Regions from separate parts of the Anser cygnoides genome. Here region 2 is linked to region 1. The links are chromatin contacts, called in public Hi-C maps. All regions are on one chromosome and are shown on one strand. The core of a region is the stretch at or near the end of the contact, and the rest is flanking DNA. Distances in the headings are between cores, read along the strand shown. Region 1 overlaps DNAAF8 (dynein axonemal assembly factor 8). Region 2 holds the start of LOC125182346 (nucleoside diphosphate kinase, mitochondrial).

Region 1 (2,848 bases), core at 180-2,679:
GAGGCCCACTGGAAATTCCAGCCCCTAATGGTGACACCAACAAAAAGTGGCTCTGTCACTTCCAGATGTGTGGTCTGTGTGTGCTGAGATAAGCTTGTGTGGGGAGCAGGCATCTGCAGGGACACTGCATGAGGATAAGGCACTTCCAAAGCGTGAATTCATCTGTTCCTAAGGTCAATGTTTCAACTAGGGCAGATGAAACGCGCTATAAAAATGCTTGCTTCTCTCAGCAGCTACAGGAGGAGGCAAGACAACTAGCCCAGACACAGATTTCAGCACTGAAACAGTCCGCATTTGGAAATCTGAATTCTCATCCCATTGCCTAGTCCCAAATCACACAGGGAGCAAGTATGAAATTCCTTTTCACTTCCATGGCTTGACTCCACCAGTGAACAATACAGCTATGCTCAAACCGTAAGGATTTGAAATCCACGTTCACTTAACCCTCTTGAACTTTGCCTGATATCATGTTGATGCTCATTAGCTTTGACCTGGAAAGCCTAGCTGACATTTCATAAACTCATTAGCACGAGATCAGAGGATCAAACATGGTTTCTAGGGACATCCTTTGAGTTACAATCACTCCCCAGTGAGCTTGCTCCTCAGATCTTGCTCTGTGATTTCTAAACCCACCCTGAACTATGGAGCAAAAGGCCCCTTTGAAAATAAACACCACTTGCTGCTGTGCTTCTTGCAACCCACTCTGGGAAGTGCTGCAGCCACCACTGTCCCATGGCTAGACATGTGGTCTAAGCTCTGAACTGCTGTGAATAGCCCCTGCTTCCAGCAATGCCAGAGGGATTTGATTCAGCGGCCCAGACTGCTAAAAGCAGGGAAAAGGGCTGAGCGTATTTGCTTTTTATCTTATCTATCACAGAAAGTACTATAAACCTCGTTCTGATAGGCTGATTCTCCATGGCCGTGAAGCAGAAAGGATTTTGTGTCAGCCAGAGATATGCAATGTCCTTTTCAAAGCAAATCAGAAGCCAGCCTGGACTGGCTGCCCTGTCACATTACTTGGCAACAGACGGGCACCCTGGCAGCAGTACGCGCTGTGCTATGACAGCCTTGCAGCTATCGCAGAGTTGTGCAGGCAGACCTTCCAGGCACTGCAGCACATACAATCCCAGCTAAACCAAGGGAGAAGCTCGCTGCGCCTTAGAGAAAGCTGCTGAAAACAGCAGCTGTGAGACTTTTGGGAAGTTTGGGGTAGTCTTGCTTGTGTTACAGGCAGGAACGCAGACTTCAAAGAGGGTTCTGTGTCTTTTAAGGTTCAATCCTTGGAGCACTGGTACTGAAGGCAGCAGCTCTGCAACATTATAGGAAGTTACAAACACATCTAACTCTCTTAGATGAGACCAAAAGGGATCCACAGGAGAGGCTTGCCTACTTGCTACCCTTTCTCATTCTCCCAAATTCTTTTTCTACCTCCTAGTCCTAACTCTTCAGGTACTGCCTTCTGTATTTGTTTCATACTAACCTTTGATGATTACAGACAGAATTTTAAAGATATTTGTTTGGTTTATTTCCATTAAGTGCTCAAATGTCTTTAAAAACTGGGAACTTAGTGCTTCCTTTCTCGGGGGGAACTACTGAGAGAAGACTCAGCCAGCCCATCCGTGGAATGGCTAATGGTTTAGTTTCTCATTTTCCATTTGGATTTGGGCTTCTGAAACATGACTTCTAGAACACAGGACACGTGACAGCTTGGCAGTAGGGCTGAAGGAACATTTTCTGTCTTATTTTTGATGAAATATCACAGATACCTTACTAAGTGTTGATTCTTCATAAAAAAAGTAACTGGCATCTACAGAAAATATTGAATCTTTATCAAAATCTCCAAATATTTTGATTCAAAGTAGTGCTACTGGTGTAATGTGGAAGACAGTTTGACAGGCTTTTGGTCCTACCTGCCATCATGCACTGAGCTCTCAGTACAAGCCAAGGCTTGGGGCTGTCATGAAGCAACATTTATGTCTCACACAAGTTGACATCTTCTTTTAAAATTCAGTCGATTTGGACAAGTTTCATTCACCACAGGAGCACAAAAGAACATATATTTCTATTATAAACTACTTGCCTGTTTCTCATTTTGGGGATAAAGGAGATGCTGTGCAGTGTCCAGTAGCGACTGCTTCTGCCAACAGACACTGGGGGTAAAGAAAAAGAGAAACCAGTGTTACTTCGCCATCTAAGCTGTCGGAGACTGCTGATGACCTAGCTTTAAGGAGAGCTATGCTTAGTGCCAGCAGCTCTGGCCATGTGCATCTGTTACTGAACTTCTTTACACAGACAAATCCTGGGTTTTACAAAGCTTTGTATAAATGGATTTGGATTCTTAAAATATAAGCCTCCAAACAAACAGTAATGACCTGTTGCATAATGGGGTCTCTAGGGCAGTGGGAAATGCACATACATCTAGATATTTAAGGTCTCTGCAACGGCGTTTTTCTCAACTAATATAATCTCTGTGTTTTTCCAAAAACCTAGGACTTTCTAACCTGCCTTTGACAACAGGTCTGCTTCACTAGACCTTGTTTTGCTTGGTCTCCCTCAAGCCACATGAGTTGACCACAAGACACAGGCAAGAGAGATTTAAAGGCAAGATACAAATTTCAAAATTGCCTTTTTAACTAACTCCATGCACAGGCAGAGTCTTCAGCTTCTGGAACCACTCGCTACTGCCATATCCAGGTATTGTGCTTGGCAACAGTTTTCCCTTCAGTGGTTTTCAACAGCTCCAGGATTTTACATCTCGTGCGTTCATCTTTTGATTTCTACACCTCCTTTCCCTCCAAAGCCTCCAGAGATGAGCTTCCTATAGGGATAACATCACTCCCTGCTAACA
Region 2 (2,848 bases), core at 224-2,723, 89 kb before region 1:
CGTGGCCGCCGGGGTCCCGCGCCGTCCCCGTCCCCACGCCCCCCCTACCTGCTGACGTGCATGCTGAAGTCCCCTCGGATGGTCCCCGCCGCCGCCTGTGCTGAGTTGGTGTCCCCCACCATGGCCCGCGAGGACCGGACCACGTTGTAGCCCTCCCACACCTGCGGGACAGGGGACGCCTGAGCACCACAGCCCCGGAGAGGCCGGGGGGGGGGGAGGGCTGGCTCCTCACCATGGCCACCAGCGGCCCCGAGGTCATGTAGGAGAGGAGCGCGGGGTAGAAGGGCTTCTGCCGCAGCTGCTGGTAGTGCTTGTCCAGGAGGCCCCGGTCCGCCTGATGGCACCGCGGGGTGACGGCGGGGACACCCGGTGGGTGCCCGCGTTCATCCCCGTGGCGCGGGGTCCCCCGGGGGGCTGCAGCGTAGGGACGGGTACCTGGAGCAGCTTCATGGCCACCAGCTTGAACCCGCGCCGCTCGAAGCGCCGGATGACGTCGCCCACCAGCCGCCGCTGCACCGCGTCCGGCTTCACCAGCACCAGCGTCTGCTCCCGCAGCTCCGGGGGGGCTACGGGGGGCGCGGGGACACTGAACCACGGCCACCCGGCTGCTCCTGCAAACCCAGCCCCGTCCGCGTCTCCGTCCCCAGCACCATCCCCTTTCCCATCCCTGTCACCGTGGGCTCTGCGATGTCCCCCCCACCAGCAGTGCCTGGGCCCCCGCTGGCTGGATGCGGCCGCGGGCCCAAGGGAGGCGCAGCGATGCCGTGAGGAGCGCAGGGGACGCGTCCGGCAGCGCTTGATCCCAGCGTGGGACGGGCTCGCCCTGGTTTCGGCTGGTGGCAGGGCCTGGCCCGGCTGTCACTGCCACCCGCAGCCCCTGCCGGAGCCACGCAGCAGGGGAAGGCGCAGGCAGGAGCAGAGCGAGGAGGGCACAAGTCCCCAGGGGCACCGAGCATCCCGGCGCAGCGAGGCAGGAGCCAGGAAAGGGGATGCGAATCCAAGCAAGGGCGTTCCAGCGCCAGCCCCGGGGTTAGGGGGGGACGCTCCGTGCCTGTCCCCCCAGGGCAGAGCAGGACAGCCCCGACCTGGCCCTGGGGACACCGAACCCCGGGGTGGCACCGGGGGAGCCGCCGCCGGCCCCGGCCTCAGCGTCCGGGGGTCGGGGTCAGGAGCCCCCAGCACCGACCCGGGGGCACCGGGAGGGGACGGGCAGCGGGGCCGGGGATGGGGACAGGGTCCCCGGGGCAGGGTGGGGAAGGGACGGAGGGAAGGCCGGGGCTGGGGGCCCTGGGGCAGGCCGGGGCCGGGTCTCACCGGAGCCGTAGCGGCGGGGCGGCCCGAGGGGGCGGCCGAGGCCGGGCTGCCGCCGCAGCAGGCCCCGGGCCAGGCAGCGCCCCAGGGAGCCCATGGCCGGGGCGGGCGGCTCGGAGTCGGCCTCGGCCGCCCGGGTGGAGGCTTTAAACGCCCGGCCGGGGCCGGCTCGGCCCTCCCGGCCCTCCCCTTAAAGAGGCCGCAGGGGGGGGCCCGGCCCGGGCTCAGCAAAGCTGCCACGGGATGGGGCAGGGCCTCCCCCCAGGCAAACAGGGCGATGGCCAGCGCTCGCCCAACAGCACCTTCGCTGACCAGAAGCTGCTGCCAGCCCTGCAAAGAGGGGTTTTGGGGGGGGGAAGCCTGCTCCCCGGCACCTACCTGGCACAGAGGGTGATGGTACAGAGGAAGGAGGTGCTTTGGGTAAGGTTAACGCAGATACACGCAGACATTTACTGGGATATTTACTCAGTGAGTGCCCAACACCCAGGGCCAGGTGCTCCCCTGCCACCCCACGTAGCCCAGTGCGTTGGTGTCCTCCTGCTCCTCACCCTGGGGAAGGGGGGCAATGAGGCATCGCACCCGGCTGCCAACCCCACGGCCCGCTGCCTTTGGGACACACGGGGACAGCAGCAGCTCCTCAGCACCTGGGTGAGCCAGGGCCAGCTGTAGTGGAGCGGGGGGACAGGGGATCCACCGCCCACTGCCCCCACGCTGGGGAAGAGCCCAGGAACTTCAACCCCAGGGCACTGCTAGAGGCAAGGCAGGGGGCATTTTTGCCTTTGTCTATGGACCTGGGTGGAAGTTAGACTAAGCACTGAAGGTGACCAGCAAAGGAGAATCAGTTTTTAGTGCAGCGGCTCGCAGGTTCCAACCTGGGCTTTGGCCCCCTTCCAGCTGCTGCCCTTGATCAGTTGCCCAGCCAGGGAAAAACACGCACTTTCACCCTCTGTCAGCAAACAGCCACGATCAACCAAAGGTTTTGCAAGAAAGAATCACCAGCCCAGAGCACCGTGCTGGGAGCGAAGCCCCGGCTGCCCCTTCCCGCCCCAGCCCCAGCTTGCAGCAGGGACCTACAGGGACTGCAGGAACACCTGAACCCAGACAGCTCCAGCAGGACAGACAGAATCCGCATCCGTGCCCTCCCCCCCATTTCTCCACAAGAGGGCTTTCAGTAGCAGTGAGAGGATGCAAGAGACCTCTCTGGTACTGTAGCAGGACTGCAGTCCCCACGTTAACCTCACCGGGCTGCTCTTCACACCCCCCTGAGGACCTCCACAGACAGTTCACAGGCCCCAGGTACAGGGCCTGGGGGCACACAGCCCCAAGGGGGTGGGACTCTGGTTCACCTGCATCTTTCCAACCGCTCACTGCCGGGTACAAAGCCCACAAACAAACCAGTCCCAGTGCAGGCAGCCTGGACACACGTCTCTAACTGTACACAGGTTATCCAAACATCATCTCCCAACAGCGAACGTGTGCATTGCAAAATGTTTTTTAACAAAACTAAAGGAACTGTGGAGCGAGTGCTCCCTATGCT

What was found. A called contact is a pair of places that touch in the nucleus more often than the background predicts.
Region 2: a Hi-C map of liver shows a contact between it and region 1, with 2.3 times the contacts expected there. The contact joins the promoter of LOC125182346 here to the enhancer-like site in region 1. A contact is called at or near these places in 2 of 7 Hi-C or Micro-C datasets (both in liver).

Annotation. Positions count from the first base shown.
Region 1 is chr15:12,304,737-12,307,584 of Taihu_goose_T2T_genome, reverse strand. DNAAF8 (dynein axonemal assembly factor 8) reads right to left here. Exons shown (of 33, transcript XR_010825194.1): 30 at 2,081-2,150. Among named protein-coding and RNA genes, the nearest start is that of SBK1, 26 kb to the left of the region's middle. Within about 2 kb of position 1,429, at least 2 of the 3 cell types and tissues checked have open chromatin away from gene starts, as enhancers often do. A contact at or near this core is called in liver, where this site is marked.
Region 2 is chr15:12,393,548-12,396,395 of Taihu_goose_T2T_genome, reverse strand. LOC125182346 (nucleoside diphosphate kinase, mitochondrial) reads right to left here and starts at 1,473. Exons shown (of 5, transcript XM_048060142.2): 1 at 1,315-1,473; 2 at 436-566; 3 at 233-334; 4 at 49-161. The coding sequence starts at 1,408.